Regions from separate parts of the Anser cygnoides genome. Here region 2 is linked to region 1. Evidence: chromatin contacts called from public Hi-C data. All regions are on one chromosome and are shown on one strand. The core of a region is the stretch at or near the end of the contact, and the rest is flanking DNA. Distances in the headings are between cores, read along the strand shown.

Evidence for each region. A called contact is a pair of places that touch in the nucleus more often than the background predicts.
Region 2: a Hi-C map of liver shows a contact between it and region 1, with 2.6 times the contacts expected there. The contact joins the enhancer-like site here to the promoter of SLC25A22 in region 1. A contact is called at or near these places in 2 of 7 Hi-C or Micro-C datasets (both in liver).

Annotation. Positions count from the first base shown.
Region 1 is chr5:20,482,874-20,485,573 of Taihu_goose_T2T_genome, reverse strand. SLC25A22 (solute carrier family 25 member 22) reads right to left here and starts at 1,440. Exons shown (of 10, transcript XM_048058588.2): 1 at 1,311-1,440. It overlaps LOC136790931 (a long non-coding RNA gene), which reads left to right and starts at 1,566. Exons shown (of 3, transcript XR_010831836.1): 1 at 1,566-2,700.
Region 2 is chr5:20,551,919-20,554,618 of Taihu_goose_T2T_genome, reverse strand. It overlaps PHRF1 (PHD and ring finger domains 1), which reads left to right. Exons shown (of 18, transcript XM_066997971.1): 14 at 1-481; 15 at 1,170-1,321; 16 at 1,889-2,149. Among named protein-coding and RNA genes, the nearest start is that of IRF7, 19 kb to the right of the region's middle. Within about 2 kb of position 1,283, at least 3 of the 3 cell types and tissues checked have open chromatin away from gene starts, as enhancers often do. A contact at or near this core is called in liver, where this site is marked.

The DNA.
Region 1 (2,700 bases), core at 191-2,690:
TCTGCAGGGAGGGTTACAGCTTCCCGGGCACGCTGCCTCACCGAGAGCTGGGAAGATGCTGCCAGCCCTTTTAGAGCCGTGTTACTGAGGGACCCTGAGCTCCTTCCCCAGAAAGCTGCTGGATCCATTTCTGACCGTCTCTGCCCTCCAGCCATCATCGCCGCGCAGCGGTTGTCAGAAAATATCTTGTTTAAGCAGCGGGATCTTCTTTTCTCTGCCTGGGCTGTGACCAAATCATCTGTCGTAATGGATTTTTGACAGCGTCTTCTCGCTTCTCTCAGCGCAGCAGGATCAGAGCCTCACCAGGATCTTCTCCAGCCGCCTGCTCCTTGCCCTGCAGCAGCTGAAGGACATGCTCAGCCCCAGAGGCCAGCGACCTGCGTGGGAAGCGGCGCTGGGAGGGAGCAGCTCCAACCAGCGTCATAGCACCTGCTTGATCTCAGCTCCGTCCTCGGGGAGAAGCTGAGAATCACGAGGATTGCCTTTTTCTCCAACTCGGAGGGAAGAGATGCCAAAACATTTGTCCCTCTTCTGGCTAGGTGTTACTGCTTTCAGGGGGAGGGTGAGCCTGCTAAAAGCAGCAGCAAGGAGAAGACCCGTACCTAAGCTCACATCCTCCCCCGGCCGTCCTGTTACAACGCCCCTCAGCCAGCTCGCCTGTCCTCCTCGCTGCAGTCTAAAGCTTCCCTTTATCAGAAGAGCAAAGCATAACCAGAAGCCTAATCAGCCAGGTTCATCAGTGGGGAGACAGGACCTTCCAGAGGGGCTGCAGCCACACCCTGCACGAGCCCTGCTCTCTCCTGAACACGCAGAGCTGCTGTGCCTAAACCTGGTGTTGCTCAGCACTTCCAGAAGACTGGGTCTGGCCCATGGCAGAGAGCTGGCAGAGCTGGAGCAGCTGGGACCTGCCCAGGGGCCCCCCGGAGCGCTGCGTGTCCTCACCTCCTGCTCACGGCCAGTGCTGGAAGACGCCTCCGGCTGCAGCTCTCTGCAGAGACCTTCAGTAAAATCAAGGCAGAGCAGATGTGTCCAAGTTTAATGGTGGGAATCCTGCGTCTGCTCTGCCTTTGGATGGTGCTGCCTGGTTGTTACGGGTCACCACCGAAATCCTCCCGGCTCCGAGGAGGGGTGAAGGCAGCAGCCACCTCTGCCCGGGGTCTCCCCGTGTCCACGGGGAGGCTCCAGCAGAAGCCGAAGCGAGACTCGCAGCAACCCTCTGGCCTTTCCAGAGAAAGCAAGCAGGGATGCCTGATCCGCTCCCTCTGCCCGCTCCAGCCTTCCACGTGCCCCATTGTTGCTGTCTTACTCACCTCCTGCCTGAGAAAGGCTCGGGAAGGCGCTCGGCTCTCTGCGTTCACTTGGCTTGCAGCAGATCGTTTTCCCACCAATTTACCCAATTACTTTCCGAACGCAACATTTATAGTTTGACCTCAAACATTTCACAGCAATGAGTCAGCTGTAGAACTATGCACAGCGGGGGGAGAAAAAGTACTTCCTTTGGGCTCTTTTGGCAGGTGCTGTTGGACTATTTCATTTGCTGCCACCTAGTCGTGAAAGAGCGGATGGCAACCACCTACTCAGTCTTCATTCCTTCCCAAGAGAATGAAAAATGCTCCGTGATGTTCTTCTCCGAGCATCCCTGCTACCCTTTGCACATTTCCCACTTCCACTGTCTCCTACCTGGAAAAGGCAAGAGCTGCTCCGGTGTTCAATGAGCAAATCGTGCAGAAGGATCCTATCCCGCCTTCCCTAAGCAACCACCAGCACGGGTCGAAGACACAGGCCTACTGCGAGGCAGGAAGGGTAGAGGCAAAGTTTTCCACCTTCACGATGCCTGCCTGGCTGCTACATTTCCCAGGCACAGAGCTTCTTCAAGGGAGCTGAGGTCTGGAGCGAGCGTCAGACTCTCCCCATGGGTTTTCAGGCCACAGAGATTTACGGGAAAATAAGAAGAAATTGTGTGCTTTAAGAACACAAAATTTATTTCTGCGGAGTTCAGAACATGGACACACATCTGTACCAAAGGATGTTTGCTTTATCTGAACAACGTACAACTAATGAGGATGACAGGCTCACCTCAAGGCAGCTCTGGGCTGGGGCTCTGCCCCATACCTTTCCCAGTGAAAGCTGCTGTGATCCTCCTTTTGGGGGAAAACGGTGCATTTGAGGGGACTCGGATTTTCTTTCCCTTTTAAGAGCAGCATAACACGGTCAAGTATGGGCATGAAGAGAAACCGTACGGTACTGATCAGCAGGAAAACTTATCTACTGGCAGGGTAGCTTCTGTGCTCCCTCCTAGCAAGCTCTGTAGGGTCATGGCTGGACCAGCCAGGCCTCAAAACACCAGAGCTACCACCTGTCCCGTAACAGAGCCGTCCGATGGTTGTGTGCTGCTCTGTAGCATTTTTGCCTGGCCAACAGCAGACAAACTGAGCGCAGCCCCTGCAAGCTGACTGCCCCGTCCACGTTCCCTTCGGGTCCTTCACCGGGAATTGTACACCACTTCACTGTCGGGGCCGTGTCAAGAGTTTAAAACCCCTGCCTGGACACCGCCAGGCTTTGCCTGTGTTGTTTTATAATTAACAAACTGATCTGAGCTTTGCTTAGGCTTTCATTTCTCACCAATTAGTTTTATTAATGTTTAAGCCACGTATGGGCTGGAAGCATTTTATCTGGGTCTGTTAGCCCCTGGCGGCTAGA
Region 2 (2,700 bases), core at 34-2,533, 69 kb before region 1:
AAGGTAGAGCCCATTTGTGAGGAAGTGGCAAGCGAAGCCGCATTCCTTGTGCCAGAGATCACAAACAGCTGTGTTCCAATTGGCAGCATGGATTCTTTGGCTGAAACTGAATTAACGACCAACAGTGATCCAGCATTACTTGGTAGCTGTAGCAATACGAACCTGGAGATTACAGTTAAAATAGAAAATACTGCGTTGTGTCCGCCTCTGATGGAGCCACCTCCGAAGAAAGAGGTTATTGTGCAAGCTCAGCCTGAGGCTGAGCCAATTCAAAGCTCATCCAAGAGCAAAATAACAGATTGTGTGAGAGAGGTTAAAGATGAGTGCCTTGTGTCAACGGAGAAAACCAGTGATTTCACTAAACCTGAACTGGAGGTGGTACCTCAGGGTCCCATGTTGAAATCTAAAGCACCGGTGAAAAGAGTGACCTGGAATCTTCAAGAGGAAGAGAGTGGTGTGTTGTCTGCTGGAAAAGCTCCACGTAAGTCTCTTTGGGAAAACAAGCAGCAGTTGGAGCAGGCTGCGTAAGGCTTAGGGTTTAGGTGCCCGGCTTAAGTTGTAAGTGTAATAGCTCTGTCATCTGAGCTGGGGTGATACTGTGGTTCCCAATCCTGAATGCCTGCGTCTTGCACCTGCCAAGAACACGAGGTGAATCACGTTAATGAATCGTTGCTGTCACTTCAGCAGCTCGGCTAGCCGGTGGCAACCTGTTTGGCTGTGAAGCACATACTGCAACCTGATCTCTGAACTGACAGTCTGCGTTCCGTGCTTCCTGCGTTTAACTAGAATGATTTATCCTTCAGAATTTAAGATTATTCAAAACCAAGCAGTGCTGCACGTCTTTACAGCTTGCTCCTGTGAGCTCTGCTAAGCCAAAGCTGCTCGGAACAGCTCGACTCAGGTGCCCTGTGCTATGTGTATTGACAGTTGTGTGGTTCTCATTGGTTCCTCTCACAGAAACCCACTAAAAAACAATTGCACAAGTGGATGATAAGCCCTCTCTTATCAGCTTTAAAATGTTGATGATTGCTAAACAAAGTCCTTTAATAGCCAGCCTTGTTGTTAGGACCATCTTCACTGTTGGTTTTTTATGTATAACTGCTTTGAATTTTTGACCCACAAGGTTTATTTTGTTCTCAAATTTTTTTTCCTTCTCTTGGGGAACCTAGGGATGCCGTTTTACAAACTTCAGCGAGCAAAAGAAGGGGCCTGGAAGGCAGAGGACTTGAACCAAACATTAAATCAGGTGCAGTTAAATGAGCCTCCTCCAACCAATTATATGATTCCCGAGCCTATGTTTCCTGATCTAGATTCCTCTCAGGTTGGTTCCTATTCTGACAGCCCAGTGTCATGGAAGGCATCCCACCTCATCTGTGCCCTTGTTGTACAACACCCTCCCCTCATGGCAGAGCTCGCCTTCCTCTGCGTGTAGTGCATTTCATAAAGCCCATACGCCTCAGCAATCCTCTAATCATTTAATCTTTCGGGTGATTCTTACAGCTGAAGAAGCACATCTCCCTTTCATTCTGCACTGTGTGTGCAGCTTCCATTTTCAGCACTTCCCTGATGAACAACCGTGTTGCTTGAAAAGCTCTGAGCATCTCGCTGATTGCAATCAGGCTGTGCAAAAAATAAAAAATAAAATGGCCTGTTGGCATTGGTCTGTGCCATCAGTCCTTGCCTGTGTGCTGCCCACCAGTGAAATGCTGTGTGGGGCTCCTGCTGGTTCCTGGCGCGCAGAGACCTAGCTGAGGGGCGGACTGCAGCCTCCCTGATTTACACTACTAATGACTTGCCTGTTTCAGTGGATAAAAATTGCTCTGAAAGTACCGATCTGATGCTCGCTCTTTTGAGGACAGGCATTTACAAAACGGTCTCTTTTTCACAGGTGTTCTGTCAAAACCTACCTTTGACGCCACCTCTGCCCTCGAGCCTCCCCCCCTACGCGCCTGTCAGCCAGCCCACGGTTCAGTTCATCATGCAGGGCAGCCTGCCAGCGCTTGGCTGCGTGGCAGGACAGAGCCTGACTCCAGAGCCGGGCAGCCTGGCTACTGCCTCTGAACCGGGAATTCAAGCTGCTTCTGTTGGAAATGCAGAAGAAAAGATCAAAGTACAGAAACCTCCAGTGGATAAAACAAAGAATGAGGAAGTGAGTAAATGCTCTCAAGTAGCAAATGCGTAACTGGAATTGCACATGCAGGCCACAGTCCTGTTAATTAAGGCATTACCCATTCTGTAGAAATTAGAAACAATATATTAATAAGCTGCTTATTTGAAATTTTAAAGTTTTTAATGACTTTTATAAAAGCTAGATTTTATAACTTTCTCTGTACCCTCTCTGAGAGGGGTTAAAGCAGCTAATTTATCCTTACAGTTCTGAAACTTTCTTGCTTGAATGTTTGAAAGTCGCTTTCAGAAAGCCAAAATGTTGAAACCCCAAATGCCCAGTGCTCTCCTCTCTTCTTCAGTTTTGAAATGAGCATCAGTTCTCATGGCAGTCCTATGGAGAGGTAGGACTGTATCCTGCTGTTAATCAGCAGTGAAAAAGCATTGGAGATTTAGCAGTGCTAGTCCCTTGCTGCTGAGTTTTGGATCTGCTATACAGACCATCTGCTGTAAACTCACAACGCACATTAACATAAGAACAGTTATTTAGCCAGTTATTCTATTTTCTGCCATAAAGCTAAAAACGAATTGGTG